Regions from separate parts of the Sus scrofa genome. Here region 1 is linked to region 2. Evidence: chromatin contacts called from public Hi-C data. All regions are on one chromosome and are shown on one strand. Each heading gives the region's core, a stretch centred on a gene start, on an enhancer-like site or on the middle of the called end of the contact. The rest is flanking DNA. Distances are from core to core; before and after follow the strand shown.

Evidence for each region. A called contact is a pair of places that touch in the nucleus more often than the background predicts.
Region 1: a contact with region 2 is called in a Hi-C map of subcutaneous adipose tissue, with 1.5 times the contacts expected there. The contact joins the enhancer-like site here to the promoter of FBXO38 in region 2. A contact is called at or near these places in 1 of 5 promoter capture datasets (fetal liver), 2 of 47 Hi-C or Micro-C datasets (embryonic fibroblasts and subcutaneous adipose tissue) and 2 of 2 datasets of contacts at active chromatin or transcription factors (alveolar macrophages and skeletal muscle).

What each region holds. Positions count from the first base shown.
Region 1 is chr2:150,133,437-150,137,317 of Sscrofa11.1, reverse strand. No RefSeq gene overlaps it. Among named protein-coding and RNA genes, the nearest start is that of ADRB2, 100 kb to the right of the region's middle. Within about 2 kb of position 1,292, at least 8 of the 83 cell types and tissues checked have an H3K27ac peak or open chromatin away from gene starts, as enhancers often do. A contact at or near this core is called in skeletal muscle and subcutaneous adipose tissue, where this site is marked.
Region 2 is chr2:149,671,742-149,675,761 of Sscrofa11.1, reverse strand. FBXO38 (F-box only protein 38) reads right to left here and starts at 1,462. Exons shown (of 22, transcript XM_005661794.3): 1 at 1,243-1,462. It also overlaps a transcript of LOC396905 not described here.

The DNA of each region.
Region 1 (3,881 bases), core at 43-2,542, 460 kb before region 2:
ACAGGGGGGCTCGGTGACGGCCCACATACTTTCCCAAGGCTGCTGTCTAAGCTCCCGTCAGGCCGGGTGAACCCTGTGCGTCCCCCCTTCCCCACCCCTGTGCTCTCTGCCGCCTCCCATCCTGCCCCACATCCTCTCTGTCCTGTGCCGTCCACCCTGGCCTCTTCCTCTGCCACTCCTCAGAAGCCGTGTCTCGTAGGAGCACCTCCTTGATGGGGTGATCATGTCACCCACTTTTCCATCCTCGTCCTGTGCCCTTCTCCGCACCGCACCCGAACTTCTCTCTCCAGCTCCCAGAGCTGTTTCTTGTCTGGAATTCTCAGCCTCCTCCCTCCCCTCACCACGTCTCACTTTTGTCTTGCCAATCCTTCCAGTTCCAGCTAAGCCCTTTCTTCAGCGAAGCCCTCCTCTAGGGGCCCAGCGCCTGCCCCGTGCTGTGTTAACACTCTGCCTCCTTCCCAGCGCTCGCAGGGCAGTACTAACGTGGTCGTGTGTGATGACGGATGCCCACTCCTTCCGAGACAGAAGCAGGGGCAGGGGGCGAAGCACGTGTTTAGTAGGTTCTGGGTGGTGAGTTGAGTGGATAAGTGGCTGTCAGTGGATTTAATGCCTTTCACACATATATAAGTTATTAATTATGCTCAGGCCAGGACTGTAAACTGAAACTTTGTTCATCAGTTCACAAAGTAGAGTGACATGTTTTGCCACTAGAGGGCATCGTGAAACCGTAAAGTTGGGGGTGAGCCTCAGGGACCCTGGCCTCTTTTTGAGTTGACGTGTAAAGTTCAGTCACTTTGTATTCTGTGTCCACTCAGGACACATCAATTAAAATTTTAAAAAATGTGTAGACCCTTATGAGTTGGAAGGCTTGCCAGAGCCTGTTTGGTCCAACCCTGGACACTTGAGACCTGAGGGAGAGTGAGTTCCCCTGCCTTCATTGGCCCCAGGACACCGATTTGTTCCTGGCTGTGGGAAAATCCCTCTTTTTCAATATTCCTTTTTTCCTATTTTGTAGGAGAAACTGTTGTAACTCCTGTCTCTTTCAATCCATCCAATAAATATTTACTGACTTTCCACCGTGCGATGGGCACTGTGTTAGGTGCTAGTATTTCTAGTTTGCAAAACAGGCCTCTGTCTCATGGAGTCCACTGTCTGGTTGGGAAAATGAATATTGAAAAGTAATATATAGATACTATCTGTGATTAGTGCAAAATGAAAGTCAGAGCCTGAGGACAGGACATAACAGAGCTCCTGCCTCTTTCTTGAGCTCCCTCTTGGAGGAGGGCCATTTGGCAGAAACCCAGAGGCTGAGCAGCCACTGGCAGAGGGATCAGAAGGCCAGGTTTCCACCCTGGAGTTCCCTGGTGGCCTGCTGGTTCAGGATCTGCTATTATCACTGCTGTGGCTCACATTTGATCCCTGGCCTGGGAATTTCTGCATGCCAGAGGTGTGACCAAAAAAAAAAAAAAAAGACCAGGCTTCTATCAACAGGCCCATTTGGGCTGCCAGGCGTTGCCGGGAAAGTCCTGTGCCCTCTGTCTTCTCTTCTCCCCTCTGTGTGCTTATAGGAGCGCTTCGAGCCTCAGCTTTTGATTAGGAGGGCACATATCTTCAACATCTGAGGTGCATTGTGCAAGGCTCTTAGTCCCGGGGTCCAGCCCAGGGGTTTGACCAGCCTCCTGGGTGGAAAGGGGAGTCCGAATTGGTGGCCTCCCACTGAGCAGTGGCCCAGTGGCTGAACCTCAAATCTTGTTCTTGATTTTGGGCAAACCCCTGGGGCAAATCCTTGGGGCAGCTTGGCTCAGGCCTAGGAAGTCTGCGACCTTAAGACCTCGCATAAAGGCTTTCCCTGTGGCTCAGACTGCCCCGAGGAGGAGGAGGAGCTGGCTTGTGCGCATGTCTGTGCGTGGACCTCCCCTCCGCGATGCCGAGGTGGAGGAGGCCCCCAGCGCCGGCACGTTGCCGAGCTCTCCAGGTGACTCGGCTGCGTCTTAAGGTCTGGATAGCCTCACCCTGGAGCTTTCTGTAGAAAGGATTTGTGACACTCAGCCCTCCAGTGGGCTTTGATTTACGTTTTATCACGTGTCTTCCAGAAAAGTTTTTGTCGTTCATCTGATATCCTCAGTGCACACAGGGACCTCCCTTTCGGGCGTCGCCATTCGTGGTGGGACGTTTCACTCCAATAGAGTCTTTCATGTCCATTAATTTCTGCACATGAGGATCACACCTATTTATGCTGCACGGACTAAGTAGCTAATTAAATGAAAACATCAGGAATTTCGCTTTCTGGAAGGTGGGCAGTCTGAATTTCCAGAAGGTAGGGAGATGGGGAAAATTTGTGGCAGGAGGCACAAAGAATTAAATTTCAAAACCTAGAGTTAAGCTCCTCCAGGTTAAAGCACTTATTTATTGTGAGATTTGTAATGACTGCCCACCTGGGACAGGTGAGCCCTGGATGAAGTGTCCCCTGAATGCAGTTAAGAACCTGATGCCCTTGAATGTGCCATTGCTGAGAAGGCTTCTGCCAGGGAGCCATCTGTGGGATTAAGGAACACTCTGATCGCCTCACTCGGAGCTGAAAAAGGGCTCATGCAGAGATATCTTGCATCTCAAAAATGTCTTGGCTTTTGATAAGGAATTTTTCAATCGGAACTCTTACCTTGCTGATCTGTTGCTTCAGTCCCTGGCTTGCCCATCAGATTTCTGGAATTCGTGGGGGGCGGTTGCAGCAGGAGGCTAGGCTGGCCCAGAGCAGAGCTGAGGGAGATGGGGGCCCAGTCGGTTCTTGCCTGTCCCAGGATGGCCGGAGGCCTCTAAGGAAGAGAGAGGGAGGGAGCGTGAGGCCGTGTAAAGCACAGAGGCGCGGGGCTCTCTAGGCCCTGGCTGCCTGGGTCACACCGAGTTGAGTCCGCAGCCCAGGTCAGTTGGATCAGAGACAGGAATCAGTTGGATTTAGGGCCCAAAGGTCTCCTCCCATCTGCAGTGAGGGAGAAAGGAGACGGTGTCTGAAGGGGCCGGAAGGATGAGATGCAACAGCAAGAGCAGGCGGTCAGCATTCGTCCGAGGACGTGAGAGACCCAGGACCCGTGGGAGGGGAGAAAGGAAAGGCGTCCTTTCAAATGCTCGGGAAGGGCATTGCCTTTCATCATAATCCTTCATGTGGGTTTGACACCCTGTGCCCTTCGTGCGCGTTTCACGTGTACACGGGTATTGTCCCCTGTCTCTCCTCGGATCCCCCGCCAGCGCCGTGAGACGGGCCAGTCGCGTCCATGTTACCAGCGAGGAGGCTGAGGCCCACATATTACCAATGAGGAGACTGAGGCAGAGCTACTTAGTGGCCAGAAGAAAGCCTGGGTCTCTGCACTCTGCCTAAGCCATTCTGTTAGTAGTTTCTCGAGTTTAGCCTTGTTCGTGGGACACCGGATTGAGGCAGGGAGCAGTCGTGTAATAAAGATGGAGCTGCCCCCTCTCAGATCTTCTCTCCTTGAGTTCTCACCGTGGAACTCCACTGAGAAGCCACCAGGTTTGCCTGTGTTTAGTGGCGTAGATCACCCACTGTCACTCCTTGGCGGCGGAGGGGCCCTGGCTTCCTGCAACACGACGAAGGCTGCGTACTTTAGTCTGGTGGTGTTTGAAGGAAGGGGCAGGAGGGAAAGCTCGCAAGAGGGCTCCTCCCAAGGAATCTGACCGTTGCGAAAGCGGTGAGACATGTGCTGCGGTTCTTATCAGGAATCGCATTCAGTTGGTCATGGGGCCAGCAGGCAGCAGAGCCTGTCGAGGGCAGCGGGTTGTCAGCCCGGGGCCTGGAGGAGGAGTGCCCAGTGTGCCTGGTTCAGGAACCCTGCGCTGGGGATGAGGGCGTGGACCCTGGAGTCAGACTT
Region 2 (4,020 bases), core at 213-2,712:
ACCTGTGTAACTGAAGCATAGAGTCATTTAAGCAAACACACACACACACACACACACACGTCTATATTCTTTACCCAACAAGGACGTAAGACTCACAGCATCACAAATTTTCAAGAGAAAGAGCCTTAGTGATCACCTAACCTGGTAACTGCCAAAAGTGAAATTTAAAATTATAAGCACAGAATTTTCCATCTATACGGCTACATAATACGTACACTCCACACCTCGCCTTCTCCCTCCTCTAGAAAAACATGGCTTTATTATTTTATTGGATTCATTATTAGTCGTTACTTTATTCTTCAGTTGTGCAGAGAATATGGGGAAGGGTATTAAGAACCAGAGACCTAATCTAACACTTTGCCAGATGAGAAATCTCCAGCCTAGAGGAAGGAAGGTGTTTGCCCAAAGTAAAGCAGAAATAGCCATTTCAAGTCAAAAAACCAAGGTCTCCCGTGTTTCACTCTGTATATTTTACACTGCTGGTGTAAGACTGTAAAACTGCACAGGAAAAAGAACCTGCCTACGTGCCCAGGTGCCCTTGGCCTGCTTGGTGTCTGGAAAGAAAAACAAACATGGTAGACACCGCCGGTAGGTCATCGCCTGGCAACACAGGATGCAGGGAAGCGATGCTTTTCAGGTCTAAGGAAAGATTCCTTGAAAGGGAGTTGATAATCTGATTTCAGAGCGAGGAAGAGCACAGAGGCATCCAACACCTTCATTTTACAGATCTAGAGCCGAGCCACAGAGAGGGTAACGGACCGGGACAAGGTCAGAGGCGGGGGACGGGGTAAGACTGGAGCTCGGCGCTCCAAATCCCTGGGCCGCCTCTCAAAGACGTATTCACTGCGTCCTGCTCAGAGGCGTCCCCTCGGCAAGCTGACTACAGGCCTCAATTCGCTGCCTTAAACACTGACCTCACATTGAAAGCCTGGAATTCGTGACGGCCGGAACGGGATGGGGTTGCCCAGACCACCCCCCCATTTTGTTGACTAACTCGCCACTTAGGGCTGTGTCCGCGGGGTCTCGAACCAGGTTCAGACAAGGTGGCACACCCCACCTTCAGGGCCTACAAGGCCAAGAATCACGGACCCAACCCTGGCTCTTGGGGAGCCCTAGGCCCGAAAGGAACCGGAGGCACAGCCCCGGCGGTCGGGGGCCCCGGAGCCGCATCCAGCCGTCTCCACACGCCGCACGCACCCGGGCTCCGCAGCCCGCCGCCGGCCCTCCCGACCGCCGCCTCACCTACGCCCGCCCTCGGTTTGTTGTAGTGGTGGAGAGGGAGGGAGAAACTCGACAGATTCTTCCCGCGGCCCCCACCGCGGCGCCGCTTCCGCTTCCGCTTCCGTCGTCCCTCGGGCACTTCCGGAGTGTTGGCATCCGGGGCTGGGCAAGCGCCCCGCGTCCACGTTGTGTGTGGAACTCAGAGGGGCAGGCTTGGTAGCCATGTTAAGCGTGGCGGTTGGAAAGAGGCGGCGGGGGGGGGGCGTGTCCTCTGATCACGTGACAACGTCCTCGCGTCGGGAGCGTCTTGAGTTTGAAGCGGGAGAGATAGTCCGGGTTCTGCGGTTTGCTCTTCTGAGTCTTAGGAAGACGCTTTGGGTCTTGGGTTTTCTCGTTTGCAAAATAGCTCGGTTGCGGTAGAGCTTCTTCCAGAATTTGTTCACGTAAAAACAGAAACTCTTATTTGGAGGAAGCGGGGGGCGGGGTAGGCAAACCTGTTAATGTTAAATCAGCCTTTTTGTACTTGAGGGGAATTGTCGCTGCACGTAACTAACGGTATTTTATAGTTTCCAAATGGTTTTCACATCAATGTCTCGTTAAAAACGCCTTACTACGCTGACATATGGGCGGGAGTCAACTTGACCTGCTTTTTCGTTATAAAAATTACCCTCGGAGAGGATGCGGACTGAAAGTTGAAATTGTCGACCCGAAAGTTGACAATTGCGTTTTATTCGCACACTTGCTGAGGACCTAAACCTGGGATGTAGCGGCTCAGATCTCTCCGAGGGACTGTTCTGAAGAGGTAAGGAAAGAGAGAGAGATAGGAGATTTTGCGATAAACAAAAAAACCTGGTAATGAACATTGAAAGCTTACTGCTGATTGAAGCAAAAACAGACATATCAAATTAATAAATTTAGCCCTTTTCTAACGATGGGAAGGTGTGAGAATCTGGGCTTTTTGAAACCATTTCTGTAACATGCACCTTAACTATATAGGGGCAGTATCCTGTTCTTCTCCATCCTAGGTCCCCGTAGGGTACACCTTTGGGGTGGCTGCAGGGACTGATGGCTTGATGGCCTCAACATCCCTTGTTAAATGAGATGGTTGGCAACATTCTGGGTCCACAGAGATAACTGCGCAGTGTCGCATCGCTAGACCGAAACCCAGATTTTCGCCCTCCAAATCCTGCATTCCGGGCCCTGCTTACAGTGGACCCTTGAACAAGTCTGGGGTTAGGGCCGGAAAGTTCGAGTAGAACTTCCCAGGAGGTCGTCTATATTGCAGTCCTCATCTGTGGGCTCAGCCAACCACAGAGTACTCACTGCGACCTTGAAACTTCAACGCTAAGCCTTGGGCTTTTACAGTGACAGATGGACATCACTGGGGTACCTACGTATCAAACCTCGGCGGAAATTAGTGGCTTAACACAATAAAAACTTTATCAGGCATCCGTGAGGTAACGTGGCTCAGCTGAGCCGTTCTAGCTTGGGGTGGGGGTTGGGGAGGGCGCTCATGCATTTAAAGTTGGGTCAGCGGAGACTTTTAACTTGAGGCTGAAATGGAAGTTGCATTGTTGGCAGTTGAGGCTGCAAGCCCCCTGGGGCTCAGCTGGAGCTGTCTGTCAGCGGTCAGGTCTGCTCCCTGCAGGTCACCCTCAGCTTTGAATTTCTCACAGCAGGGTGCTGGGTTCTGATAGGGAGCCCTCAGAAATAGAGCAGAAAGCTCCTGAGCTGCTCCAAGCAGTACAAGAGGAAACTGAAGGGCAGGACTTCGTAGGCTCTACCCTGAGGGTCCTCGAAGTTCCCTGTCACATTTTGTTGGCCAAGGAAGCCACTAAGGACAGATGGAGAAGAAGAATGGTAAGCGTCTCCCTCTCAGTGGAAGGAGGAGCTTGTGCCAACTCCAGTTTACCGTACTGCCTTATTTGTGTGTTGGTTTTTAGTTATTTTGGATGAATGTAGATTTTATTAGCACAAGCGTCCGAAAAGAAGCCCACCATGTTTTCTTTTTAATAGTGGTTAAAATATACATCACGTAAAATTTACTGTGTTGATGTGCGCAGTGGCATTAGACCACCACCCACCTCCAGAACTTTTCCATCTTCCTGAGTTGAAACTGTGTAGCCCCTAAGAAGGCACCCCCATTTTCCCCGCCGCGCCACCCCAACCCCCGGCAACGCCCATTCTGCTCTGTCTCTGTGCCCCCGGAAGTGGACTCATACAACACGTGTCCTTTTGCGTTCAGCGTTTTCCGCTGAGCATCGTGTCTTTGCGGTTCATTCACGCTGTGACAGGTGGCAGGCGTGTCTTCCTTTTGAAGGCTGAATGATACTGAATTATAGGGATCTCGTATTTTGTTCCCTCATCAGTGGGCATTTGGGTTGCATTCCACATGCCTATTGTGAATAGACGTTTGTGAATAATACTTTCGGGGACATAAGGGAGCAGGTACCTTCCAGATCCAGCTCGCCATTCTTCTGGATGTATGCCTAAAAGCGGGATGGCTGGGACATAGGTCATGTTGAATTTTGCTGCAGCAGTCGCACCATCGCACCGTCGTACGTGCTCGCCAACAGTGCGCGAGAGTTGCACTTTCGCCGCAGCCTTGCTCGCGTTGGTTTTTTGTGAAGTCATGTTTGGGATCCACTTTGAAGACTGCCTGGCACACAGCACATACTCCACGGAGGTCAGCTGTTAATATTTGATTGTTGGGAAGCCGCCTTTTCTTGCTGCTGCTCGGCTGTGTTAGAGGTTGCACGGGCTCTCGGCTCTGAAGTTGTGTGTGATGTTTCTGAAGTC